Regions from separate parts of the Mus musculus genome. Here region 1 is linked to region 2. The links are chromatin contacts, called in public promoter capture Hi-C maps. All regions are on one chromosome and are shown on one strand. The core of a region is the stretch at or near the end of the contact, and the rest is flanking DNA. Distances in the headings are between cores, read along the strand shown. Region 1 holds the start of Tti2 (TELO2 interacting protein 2). Region 2 holds the start of Rab11fip1 (RAB11 family interacting protein 1 (class I)).

What was found. Promoter capture Hi-C pulls out the DNA fragments that hold promoters and counts their contacts.
Region 1: a contact with region 2 is called in a promoter capture Hi-C map of second pharyngeal arch cranial neural crest. The contact joins the promoter of Tti2 here to the promoter of Rab11fip1 in region 2. A contact is called at or near these places in 2 of 39 promoter capture datasets (cranial neural crest and second pharyngeal arch cranial neural crest).

The regions. Positions count from the first base shown.
Region 1 is chr8:31,148,162-31,154,278 of GRCm38.p6, forward strand. Tti2 (TELO2 interacting protein 2) reads left to right here and starts at 2,155. Exons shown (of 7, transcript NM_144927.3): 1 at 2,155-3,338; 2 at 5,348-5,534; 3 at 6,053-6,117. The coding sequence starts at 2,689. It overlaps Snord13 (small nucleolar RNA, C/D box 13), which reads right to left and starts at 1,797; the gene lies at 1,700-1,797.
Region 2 is chr8:27,171,318-27,177,834 of GRCm38.p6, forward strand. It overlaps Rab11fip1 (RAB11 family interacting protein 1 (class I)), which reads right to left and starts at 3,329. Exons shown (of 6, transcript NM_001080813.2): 1 at 2,892-3,329. The coding sequence starts at 3,268.

The DNA.
Region 1 (6,117 bases), core at 905-3,404, 4.0 Mb after region 2:
TAGCCTTGTACTTCTGACCCTGCTGCCTTGACCTCACCAGTGCTAGGTGTACAGGCACATACCCTATCCCCAGTCTCCTGTCCTGCTGGAGGTTCTAGTCCATTGCCTGTGCAAACACACTCCCAACTGAGCCATGTTACTGTTTAGCCCAGGCTGGCCTGGATCTTCCTGCTTTAGCCTCCTTCAAGTTGGTATTATAGTCATGCGCTACCACACCTGATTTTCTCTTAAAAATAATTATGTAAGGGTTTCACATGATTTCCGAGTTAAAGCGATAAAAGTACACATAGAGAGATCTTGCTTCTATTCCTTCATTCTGTTATTTCCTGACACATAATTGTTTATACATGTTATTTACCTTCCATTTCTACTTTAACACACAAGGAAATGCATATATCTTACTCTCTATCTTTCCTTCTTTCTTACAAGAGAGCATCTATCTACCCTTCCTCCCCTCTGCTCCTTCCACCTATCTATATTCCCAGAGTTCCATGGTGTTACACAGAGACTGCTTTTTCTCCCTCACTGCAGCTGCACCAAGCTGCATTGTGTGGACGCAGCTCCATGTAGCTGCATTGTGTGGGTGGTCAATCCAGCCTGTCCTCTGTGCGTGGACATGGGCATTCAGGATACATTTGTTGCCTTGACTAAATTGTGCCAGGCACTAGATAGAAGTAAAGGCATGGCTGGCTCGGGCTTTGGGAAACCCAGCGAGAGATCTCAACAATACAGAGCACTCCTCAAGTCTGAAAGGCGTCTGGATCCACTGGACACAAAGGGCACATGCTACAGAAAAGAAACGTCCCACACAGTACAGACACAATAACCTCTTATTGACTGGCCTCAAGCTGCTTTTGTTAAGGGAAGGTTTCTCTTGGAAGTGGTTAGCAGTGATTGATCAGAGTGCCACCAATTGGTCAGAGTGGGAAAAGCCAGAAGAAAGAGGTTCCGAGTTAGAATTCTAATCACCAGATTTTCTTGGAAAGAAGAAATGTAAATTAATGTTGGTGCTGTTGCATAACAATGGGAACTAACACCTCTATGAACTTTATGCTGATCAGATATTGTTCCCGGCATTTATGTACATTAAAAATTGTCCCAACAGTCCTAAGAGATGGGGACCAGTAATTATCTACATTTGTTTCCCCAATACAGAAATTAAGACATAGAGATCTGAGCTATTGCCGTTTGCAAGAGGTCACACAGAGAAGTGAAGGGGGGAAAAAAAGCCACACAGGCATCACTGGTAGTGTAGTGGCAAATAGTGTAACACTAAGAAGAGCATGTCTTGGAGTGGAAAGATGGTTCAGTTAAGAACATGCCATGGCTAACAAACTCCAGAAATTCAAGTTCAGAGAACTGGACACTGTTTTCTGGCTTCCGCGGGGACCAGGGGGGGCACCAGGTACACATATACGCATGTGAACAAAGCATTTATACACATCAGAGTAATAACTTAATAAAACAATTTTTCTTAGAAAGAAGTGAATTGTACCAGAGCGACTTGTAAGAAGCATAACTCTGTCACTTTCAGTTTCTCTTAGGAATGGAATGTACTTTAGTAATAATGTATTAGTCCCAGGTACCCTGGACACTTTCCACTACCTAACCAGTAATCCTACCTGACTGAACCAAGAAGTAAAAAACAGGGCATAACTCTAATCTACACAAGAACCAGAAGTGGAGGATCCTCCTAAGTTCATGTCAGACGGGTAATGTGCCCACGTCGTAACAAGGTTTATGGGCGGCACATGTCACGCAATGGCGTGAACACCCAATCATCACGCTTTATGAACCAGAAAGGATCGGCCTTACTGTTAGCTTGCGAAGTATCGAGTAAGTCTCACCAGTTTTTCAAAGAGGGTGACTAATATGCTGCCGCTCTATTTAGCTTTTGCACACAAAATCTAGTACAATTTCAAACTGTTACTAGGATTTTGCGAGAATTCTCTTGTTTCTAGCCTAGCAGATGAAATCAGGAACAAACTTAATGAGCGAACGCTTAGTTATGCAAATATATCCTTCATGCTCCACCTTTTACCCCTTCCTTCTCTGACGGACTGTTTGTTGCTTTCTGGTCGCGAGTCGTAAAAAGAAGCGTTGCGGCTCCGCTGGCGGAAGTTAGTTTTGCTTTACGGCTACAATGCTCTCCAGGGCCGGAAGTTGCGGAATACAGCTACCGTACTGGAAGAGCGCTTGGTTTCGGGAGCCTTTTTGGTGTCACGGTTCAGTAGTTTGTCTTTAAAATTAACTGTTTTTTTTTTCTTTTTTGAGTTTTCGGAAAGACAAATTTCGCTACGTGTTAGGAGCTTGAGGCTCTCCTATTTTTTTTTCGAGACAGGGTTTCTCTGTGTATCCCTGGCTGTCCTGGAACTCACTCTGTAGACCAGGCTGGCCTCGAACTCAGAAATCTGCCTGCCTCTGCCTCCTGAAGCGTGCGCCACCACTGCCCGGCTTGAGGCTCTCTTCTTACAGCCACTTTACTGGGTGGATTGACACTCGATCCTTGCGTCAAGACAGTGAGACATCTCGCCTTTTAGCTGTGCCTGGTTTTAGTTCTGTTCGTTGGGGGACACCGAGCCCCGGACGACCTTCCCTCCGAGACTCCAGACACCATCCCCATTTGGTCTCTGTCCCCCCCCGGGGGGGGCGGGGGGGGCGAGCCCAGCCCCTCCGGTGCGACTAGGAATGAAGCTGGACAGTGCCGAAGAGAAGTCGGGGGTCGGCTGCTCCCTGCCTGCAGAGGGCTCTCCCCCGGCCCTCGAACCAGCCTTCTCCAAGATTCTGAACCGTCTCAGCCGCCCAAAGTCATCAGGACAGGGCGGCGCAAGAAATGCGGCTCTTAAAGACCTCGGCGCTTTAATAGAAGCCGCCGAAGGTGACAGATTCTTTGAGGGGAGTGGGAGTGGGGGATCCCTCCGGGGGATGCCCGAGATCCTGGGGCAGGTGGTGAGAGCCCTGGAGAAGTTCGCAGCACCCGAGGAGAAGGCAGATGGGGTCGAAGAGCATCCCGAAGTGCCCGAGAAGGCGACTGAAGTTGGCTCACTGTTTCTAAAGCTGTTGGGGAAGGTTGAAGCTGCCAAGAGTTCTCCCGACTGCCCTGCGTGGAAGACAGGCCTCCGTCACATGTCAGGACCCGTGTATATTTTTGCCATCACTCACAGATTGAAGCAGCCATGGACCAGTCCAGCATCTCAGCATGTTGCTGGTGAGGTGCTGTCTTTATTGCTTAGAGTTACTGAGTGCAGTTCTGTGGCAGGATTCCTATGCGGAGAAAATGAAGACGATCGAGGGAGATTTGCTGTGGTCTTGGGGCTTCTTAAGCCCCATTTGAATAAGTGAGTAATGCTCTTTTCACTATTATCAGACAGATAGGGGTGCTGAGATAATAGATTTCTTAAGGACCGGAACGGTTGTGGCTTACTAGAGACGAGGAAATCATATAGCAGCAAATTCAAGATTAGAACTGAAGTCATCAAATTCCATTTTCTCCACCAAATGACTGCCTTGGAAAACTGGAAATTCTGACAATAGATATGGAAGATTCTGTCCCATTTATATGGAATCGAGTATCTTATGCTAAGTACCCATGGGTATTTGGAGAAGACCCAGTCTTTCAGCATGAATTTAAATACAGGGACTTCTAACTTGTTCATAATTATTGGATAAAGTGATTATAAGGAATAATAATTGGGATGAAACTGAAAACGATTTGTAGTACGTGGTCTGAACTAGATTGCTATCAGCGTTTTGTTTTGTTTTTCAGCTAGGTCTTAATTTTATCTATTTATATTTTATTCACTTATTTTGAGATATGGTCTCACTGTGTACCCTTGGCTGGCCTGGAACTTTTACGTAGACCAGGCTGGCATGGAACTAACAGAGGTTTTTCTGCCTCTGATCTCTGTGGGTGTTACCACACCTGCCCAAGGCAGGTTGTTTTAAAAAGATTTTATTGGGCTGGAGAGAGGGTTCAGTGGTTAAGAGCACCGACTGCCCTTCCAGAGGTCCTGAGTTCAATTCCTATCACCCACATGGTGGCTCACAACCATCTGTAATGGTATCTGATGCCCTCTTCTGGTGTGTCTGAAGACAGCTACAGTTTATTAATATACATAAAATAAATAAATCTTTTTTTAAAAAGAAGAAGAAAAGAACACTTCTTTTTAAAAAAGGATTTTATTAATTTTAATTATATGTAGGTGTGTGTCTGCATGAGATTGCAGGTGCCTGAGGAGGCCAGAGGTGTCTTATTCCCTGGAGCAAGACTTACATATGACAGCTACCTGACATATCTTGGATCTAAATATGGGTCCTGTGGAGAAACAGCAAGTGCTCTTGACCACCGAGCCTTCTCTCTGGCCCTGTCAGGCAGCGTTTCGTGTAGCCAAGGATGTTGGCCCTGAATCTCTGATCCTGCTTCCAGGTGCTGGGCTTACAGGCAAGTGTCTCACCATGCCTGGTGTATGCAACTGCTGCGGATGGAGCCCAGGGTTTTGTTCATGTTAGACAAGCACCTTACCAACTGAGCTAGATCCCCAGTCCTCTGGCTACAGAATGATGAGGTGAAATAAACCTAGAGTTAAAAGGCTTTTAAACTAGTCCCTCCTTCTTTTTCTACTAAGACATGATTATAGGCTGGCTTTGTACTTCCTATGTAATCCATGTTGGCCTTGACTGGGAGAGATCCTCTTACTTCACCTTCCTCAAATACACATACTTCAGATTACAGGGGTGCAACACTGGGCCCAGTTAGTTTTCTTTGTATTGTTGTGACTTCTCACAACATCCTTGGTCAGATAGCATCCGTGAATCTTGTTTATTATTTGTAGTTAAAGGCGATATACCAGTTATACAGACGGTGTTTTAAGGAGGTTGAGTCAGATGTGCAGTTTCCTTTTATAAGCTCTAAGTTGGCACTCATGCTCTGAGTTCTCTAGTCCTTAGACACTGAAGTGGTGACATACCTCTGCTCATCTCTCTCCCTTCTCAGCACATTTCACGTCATCCACCAACACGACTGCTGCTGACCACACAGGTCTTACATAGTTGTAGGTAGTTATGAATGGCTGCTATTCATTGGATAAGCCTATATTACCCCAAGTTTGGACAACTGACAAGTGTATATAGTATAAGATATGTGAATTATTTTATTTCATATCATAAAATGCATTTGAAAAAAACCAAGAGTTGTATCGGAGATATACACATACGGATACATATATATGTATAAAATCCGTTAAAGACAAGAGGAGGAAGAGAAGAAGAAAATCTTGTTAAGCTTCAACTGATTATTTTTGCTAACGCTGTGCCATTCACTTAGTGTGGTTTTCATGTGTCTTTTCAGGGAAACCTGGAAGAAGAATCCTGCTGTCAAACATGTTTTCTCGTGGACTCTCCAACAAGTCACTCAGCCCTGGCTGAATCAGCATCTAGAAAAGATACTTCCTCCGTCTTTGCTCATCTCAGATGACTATCAGACAGAGAATAAAATCCTGGGTGTCCAGTGCCTCCATCACATTGTGGTTACTGTGGTAAGCTCCTCAGCTCTGGCCTGCACTGACAGACAGCCGACTCACCCATGGCTGCGCTTCATTTCTGATGTGTTTTTGCTTTATCCTTTTGTCTTTATAAGTAGCTTTTTAAAATGTTAAGTCATATAATTCATTTATTTATAGTTTTTCTCCAAATATATTTTTTCTCTCTGAATCTAGTAGAAATAATATTGTGCTGGTAATATAAATAAAAGGGTAATCATAGAAGTAAAAAGATCATGCTTAATTATGAAAAATGTGAAAAGATAAAAAAGCAAAATCACCTATAGAAATTAGCCAGTAACTTTCAAGTAAAAAAAATAATCAGAACTCAAGAGTTTATAGCAAAATGTAGAAAATGTTACTGAAGGAGACTCTTCTTAAATATGGAACTTTTAAAATCCTTGCAGAAGTCGAGAGTGGCTTTACTGAGTCTCTGTGTACTCGTATCTAATTAACAACAATGGAGATTTCGCCCCTTTGGGAAACTTGTAACTGTCTAACTTGTGTGTTTGCAGCCAGCTGCGGACTTGCTGCAGTATAACAGAGCCCAGGTCCTGTACCACGCCCTCTTCAATCACCT
Region 2 (6,517 bases), core at 2,079-4,578:
TATGACGCTTACCTGCATAATGACCCCCACCCACCCAGCTCAGAGGCTGAATAAACATTTTAAACTACCTCTAAGAGAGTATTTCCCAAGTTTTGTAACTCTTAGCATCTTAAGAAGGGTTGTCTGGTTTTGTTTGAAACCAATCTGCTACATGAGACTAGAAAGCTGGGCTGAGGGTCCCGCATGTTGCTTACCTGAGATACTTCTGATTCATGTCTGCCATCGTCTATTGTCTCAGTACTAACTGACTACTATTTAACCAACACCCACGCAAGCCTCAGGTCTTTAACAGATAAAAAAAAGAGTAATATTCATTCCTGTCTAATTTTTCCTAACTGAAGGCCACATCTTCCATGCTATTAAATGGATCCTGCCCATATAGCAGGCTGTCCTATATATTAGGCTGCTTGGTGCTTTCAAAGTGTGTCATTACACTAAATTTGAGGTCAGCAACTTCAGAGTCATGATAAAAAGCATGTTCCCTTGTCTGCAAATAAATCTTGCTATATAGGGCTTATCAAGAGAACAATTAAGAAGCTGGCTCTTAATGTGATAATGGACCTCAAATTTAAGTGTCTGAAACTCTAAGAAAAATCACCCTCTGTCCAGCAACTGTTGTGTCAGACACACACAAAAACACAGCAGACCAAGATTTTAGCTTTTGTTTCTGATTTCTAACACGTTAAGGTGGAATCAAACCATTAATAACTAATTCAAATCGACTTTCTAGCCAAACCTGTTTCTTTCTGCTAAAACTTAATAGCTCTCCTGTGTTCTTCACCTCAGCTACCCGGGGCACCTTGGAGTTACACAAGGGCATCCAATAGGCTTGGTTTGAATGGGTTCCCCCAGCAGCTGGGAAAGCCCCTAGCTTCCTAGTCGTCGGAAACTTTGAGATTTCACCTACTTTTTGCAAAGCAAAGACATCTGATGTCAGTTATAAAAACCCACCCGGTAAGCCCAGTCTTACTTAGTCAATACTGTACTTAGTCAATACTGTAAGACTTACACAGTCTTACTGCCAGTCAATATTGTGACTGAGTGGTAAGCAGCTCATGTGACAGAAACAGGAGTGGCCATGTAGGTGTAGGGTTACCTTAGAGAAAATGAGGAAGAGGGATACAGAGAAGAAAGAGAGCTTAAGGAGGTTTTCATCCCTCACACAGCAGCGCAGGACCTTTTGAACCTTTCCCCTGGCTTCATTAATCCAGGAAGCAGCAACTCTTTACAAACACCAATTAAGGGTAGCAGCATGCTCCATTTATAAATAGGGAAACTGGGGTGTTTGGAGCCAGAGGAGCCCAGCTATGAGTCAGGGGCTAGTGGACGTCAGACCTAGGACTGGGAAACCCCCATCTCCAGCATGGAGATGCAATCTATCTTGCAAGGGGAATGAAATAGTCATATAAGAAACAGTTAAACAAGAGACGTGAACATCCATCTTGGAATGGGGCGAGATGAAGAGCTGGCAGTCAAGCCCTGCAAATGGCATTGAATCCAGAGAGGAAATAAAGTTAACTTCGGCTTCCCTTCCGCAGATACAGTCTGGCTTGTAAGACGCTGTGTTCAGAAATGCCTATTCATCGGTGGCCACAAAAACGACATCAGGTATTTCAATTCTAAACATTGCTTGCTGAAACAGATCCTACCCTAGCCTGGAAAATTCAGCTCCTCTGAATCCTGCCCCATCCCAAGACAAAGTTAAAAGGCCCAGTGTACCTGAAGTACCAGGAAGGAACATAAGGATATGTTTTTCGGCCCAGGGGGGTTTGGTTGTTAACAGAGCTGGCATCTATAAGGTCAAGCAAAGTACCCAGTTAGGCTAATCCAAGCTCTTTGGTACACGAGATAACCGTAATCAAAGGTTCCATTGGTTAAAGTGCCCTTTGCAAACACCAGTGAACAAAATAAAATAAAGTAAAATAATCTGAAGACTTTCAAGTGGCCGGGCGTGGTGGCACACGCCTTTAATCCCAGCACTCAGGAGGCAGAGGCAGGCGGATTTCTGAGTTCAAGGTCAGCCTGGTCTACAGAGGGAGTTCCAGGACAGCCAGGGCTACACAGGGAAACCCTGTCTCGAAACAAACAAACAAACAAACAAACAAACAAACAAAAGACTTTAACGTGAACTGGAGTTTGCCTAACTTTTTCTGCAAAATTAGGATGTCCTGTCAGAACCTTCAATTAAGGGGCCACAGGTAGGCTAGTGAGTAGCCACGGTACCAGGAATTAGAACCAGACAGAATTTACCAAACTCCAAAGAGCAACAACCTATTCTACTCACTTCTACTGAGTCAGTAACAGATCTTGGAACAATCATCGACCACTAATTCAGATCCCAGACAAACAACAAACTGTTCTAGCGTTCATTCCGAGGGGTCGAATCAGATGGGCATGAGAATCAGCAATCACCAGGCTGGTGGTTTTTTTCCCCCACTCTTGTCCTCCCAGGATCGTCCAGCTCTGGGGGCCCTAGGCTTTCACTCCAAATAGCTACCCTCCCTGGCCCAAGGGTTCTCAGCTCAAAGCCTCTCAAGTTCAACAAAATACTCAGGGGAGCGTCCATGCAAGATAAAGCGGATACCCCACCTAATAGGAATTCTCCTACCTGCATATTATTTCAGTTCACCAAAACTTCATCTAGTGCTTAGTGTGCTGTGCGGTCTAAGGGCGCCCTGAGGATTCAAAGGTTCTCCTATCTTCCAAAAGCCCCCATAACTGGGAAAGCTGGAAACTGACAGCCCGAAGAGAAGCTGGGTTAGGTGAGCCTGCGGGCGAGGGGGAGCCAAGGGCCATCCTCCCATAGCGCGGTAGCTGCCACTCTCGCCCCCAAGGTGCACTGCCCGAGCGTCCTTCCTCCCCTGGACTCCCCGCGCCCTGCAGCCACTCACTGCTTCTTCCTGCGGCCCTGGTCCCGGTGCAGCTCCCGCAGGTCCACCTCGGCGCGGCCCAGGAACTTATCGAGACCGAGCAACGCGCGGTGCAGGACGGTGAGCTGCAGGGTGGCGGCGGCGGCCGGCGCGGCCCCGGAGGACAGCAGCGGAGGCAGCTCGAAGGTGGCTTCCTCGCGCCACACGGGCGCGCCCAGGCTGCGCTCCGACACCGACGTGGCGTACTTCTCCTTGCCCACCTGGATCACCGCGTACGCGTCGCTCGTGCCCCCGGGTCCCTTGGCCCGCAAGCCCCGCGCCTGTAGCACCGTCACCTGCACGTGGGTAGGGGACCACATGGTCCCCGGGCCCCGGCCCGCTGAGGCCGCCAGGGACATGGTGGCAGACGCGGCACCAGGCTAGGAAGCCAGAAGGTAGCCGCTGTCCTCGGTCTGGACCGCCCACCGGGCTCCCGAGCCGCTTTAATGCTTCCGGCCACGCCCCCACCACGCCCCCTGCGCCCGCGCGCCACCTGCCCTGGGGGCGGGCCTCGCGGAGAAGGCGGGGACCTAAAGGTCACGTGGGCTGGCGCAGCCTGAAGAGTTTTGGATCAGAGAAGTAATGATGCACTAAGTGGTCCCCAGTTGTCTGAGTCCGTATGAGGGAACAGGAGCAAGCCTGATCCGCCTAGCAGCAGATGTGAGACTTTGCCTCAGTTTCTTCTTGCGTAAAACGAGGCGACAGTCACCCCTTGGATTGCTGTAAAGAAAGTAATACATTTAAGTTTATAGCATAGTTGCATGCCTATGGGAAGGGCTCCGAAAGTGGTAGCTATGCTTGGGTTATACCACACCACTCCAGGGATGCTTCTCCTGCTCTGGTCCCCTGGGTACTGCTCTGGAGGAAGGCGGGGAGCCAGGGATGTTGTGAGAGACTGTGTCGGGGAAGCGGAGGGTAGGTGAGGGACTAGCCTGTGCTACTCTGCCCTTACCACATAGGGTGAGGCTAGGTTAGGAAGAGCAAGAAGGGGGAACTGGAAACGGGGTTGCCAAACCGAACCCCTCGGTTCCCCATTTCTTCCTACGTAAGCCTCTTGCGTCCTCTCTGGGCTCCATCTCTGGCCTCCCACTCGGTTTTCTTGTTCCCAGTCAGTGTCTAGCAGATTGGTGACTTCCCTGAGTGTTTCGGGTCATCCTTCAAAGGCTGAAATCTCCGATGGTGAGTTATTCAGAGTGGAAATGTAACTTTGAAAGCCTTAAGGTTCAGGAAAGATGTGACACGTCCGAGTTCTTACATTAAAGCTGGGGATAGAGCCCTGGTGCCCTGGCTCCCATGCTAGAACTGAGGACACCTCCCGCGCTACAACACTTTAAAGGTTTCCAGACACACACACACACCCCTCCCTCTCCACTGAGCTCCCTCTGGTCGACCAGCCTACTGCTTTCCCGACTTCTGGAACCCCTGCAGTGTTGAATTACCGCCAGCTGCGGTACTTCTCACTTAGACTCTTGAAGGCATTCCTTTTTTGGGTCCCACCCCTTTGTTTTCCTTGACTTCTGGGTAAACAAACCTGCAGCCTAGAGAGTTTCTCTCCCTGGGGCCCCAGCTGTCCCTTATCTACCTCACTGCTTGTCACAGATTTCCACTTGACATAGCTGCCTGAAAGACAGGTGACTTGTTTAACTCCCTGCTTCTCAGTCTTGCGGGGGGGGGGGGGGGGGGAGAAAATAGGACTGCCAAGGTGGCTGGGTCATACAGATTATGAACACCAGGATTTGGAGTTATACATCAGTGTTAGACCTGGCGAGCTAGAAAGCTCACTGGAAGGCTATGAGCAGTGGCATCCTTAAACTGAGCCCAGTTGGGAGGTGGTGGTGCCTGTGAAGAGCATGCCAGTGACAGCCATTTGCCTTCATTTCCCCCTGGGGACTGTCTGCTCTCTGTCCCATCTGCCTTCACTTTACCCATCCTTGCTGTCTATACTCAGCTGGCTGTCCTGCTTGTCCAATGGGCCCTACTAGATGAACTCTACATCTGGGGTCCAAATTGGCTTTGGAAGTTTACAGCTCTGATTCCCTCCACACTCACTTATATATATATATATATACAGGGGTTGGAGAGATAGCTTAGCAGTTAAGAGCACTTGTTGCTCTTCCAGATGACCCAGGTTCTATTCCCAGCACACACATGGTGGCTCATAACTATAGCTCCAGAGGATCTGACAGCCTCTTCTAGCCTCTGCAAGCAAAACACCCATATACATAAAATTTGAAAATTTATAAATATTTATTTTTACTATTTGTACACACACAGAGAGAGAACAAGCTGATCTCAAAGGTCTCTTTGTCCTGTCTCTGTCCTCTGGGGGCTGGGATTACAGACATGGGTCATGTTGCCCAGACTCACATTTTCTGTGCTGCTTCCACGAGAAGCAAGCAAGGATTGACCCCAAGCTGGATGAGCAAGAGGTAGCATCTCTTCTCTCGTGGAAGGGATAAAGGGAGGGAGGTGGGGCGAGAAAGAACCACGAGCGTGCGTGACCTCATGTGTTTGGGTTTCTGTCAGGCAGAGACTCTGGCTAAGAGAGATGGCAGGGTGGAAGAGGGCAGTGCCACTTCATCACCAGCACACACCAGGGCCTTTTTTTATTTTATATTTTTGACTCTCAGTTGGGGTTCGCTGAGATGCCTGGGGCTGGGCTTAGCAGTGATGGGGGTGGTGACTGATGGGGGCGGGGCGGGGGGAGGATATCAGACATGTCAATAAAGAAGGAACAAGGTGTTTTCCAGCCAGATATGGACCTACAAGATGGCTGTTTCCTCTTTTTTTTTTGGGGGGGGGGGGGGCGTCACACTGTCTTTAAGACTCAGTGACTGAGTGAGAATCTGTCTGCTTTGACAACACTGTAACCTGACTAGGGATACACGGGCACAGTGACAAAGGCTACAAGACAGACAGTTGAGAAGGTTCTGGCCGCCCACCAACTAACAGCACCACCACTCCCAGGCAGCTGGCTATCCCAGAGGCAGGTCTGCAACCATAAAGGGCCATTGGGAATGTTTGTAAATACCTCCCGAGGTCAGGGCGGAGTGAAAGAACTGCACTTCTTCCCACCTGCCCCGCCCACTCCTGGGTCCACCTGCCCCGCCCACTCCTGGTTCCAACTGAAAGAGGAAGAGAGTTTCAGTCAACCCTGAGCACACAGACAAGGTGCTGGGCAGGTTAGACTGGACAGGCAGGGCAGCCGTCGTCCTGCAAAGGCACCAAAGCGTGGCTGGGAGCAGGAAGGCTCCCGGGCCTCTCCTCAAGCAGCGGCCAGGCAGCTCCGGTCCATCAGGAATGCAGATCTGTAGAGGCCAGCCAGTAGCTTCCTCATCCGTGCTGGGGGAGGGGAGAAGAGCCAGACAAGCAAAGGGACCCTAATCACTGCTATCCTAAATTGCCAACCACCGCCCCAGGAAGGGTTAAATCCAAAATGATCACTGGGAATTTTAGGTGGGTGATGTGGCAGGCAGTCCAGAGGAGGGGCTGGAAGAGCCTGGTAATAATGGCTGCCTGTTTTCATCCTTTGCTGCAGATTCCAGGGTGTGGTGGTGACAAACGTCCTGGTACAGTGATTCATTCACCCAGCTCTTGGTAAATAGCTC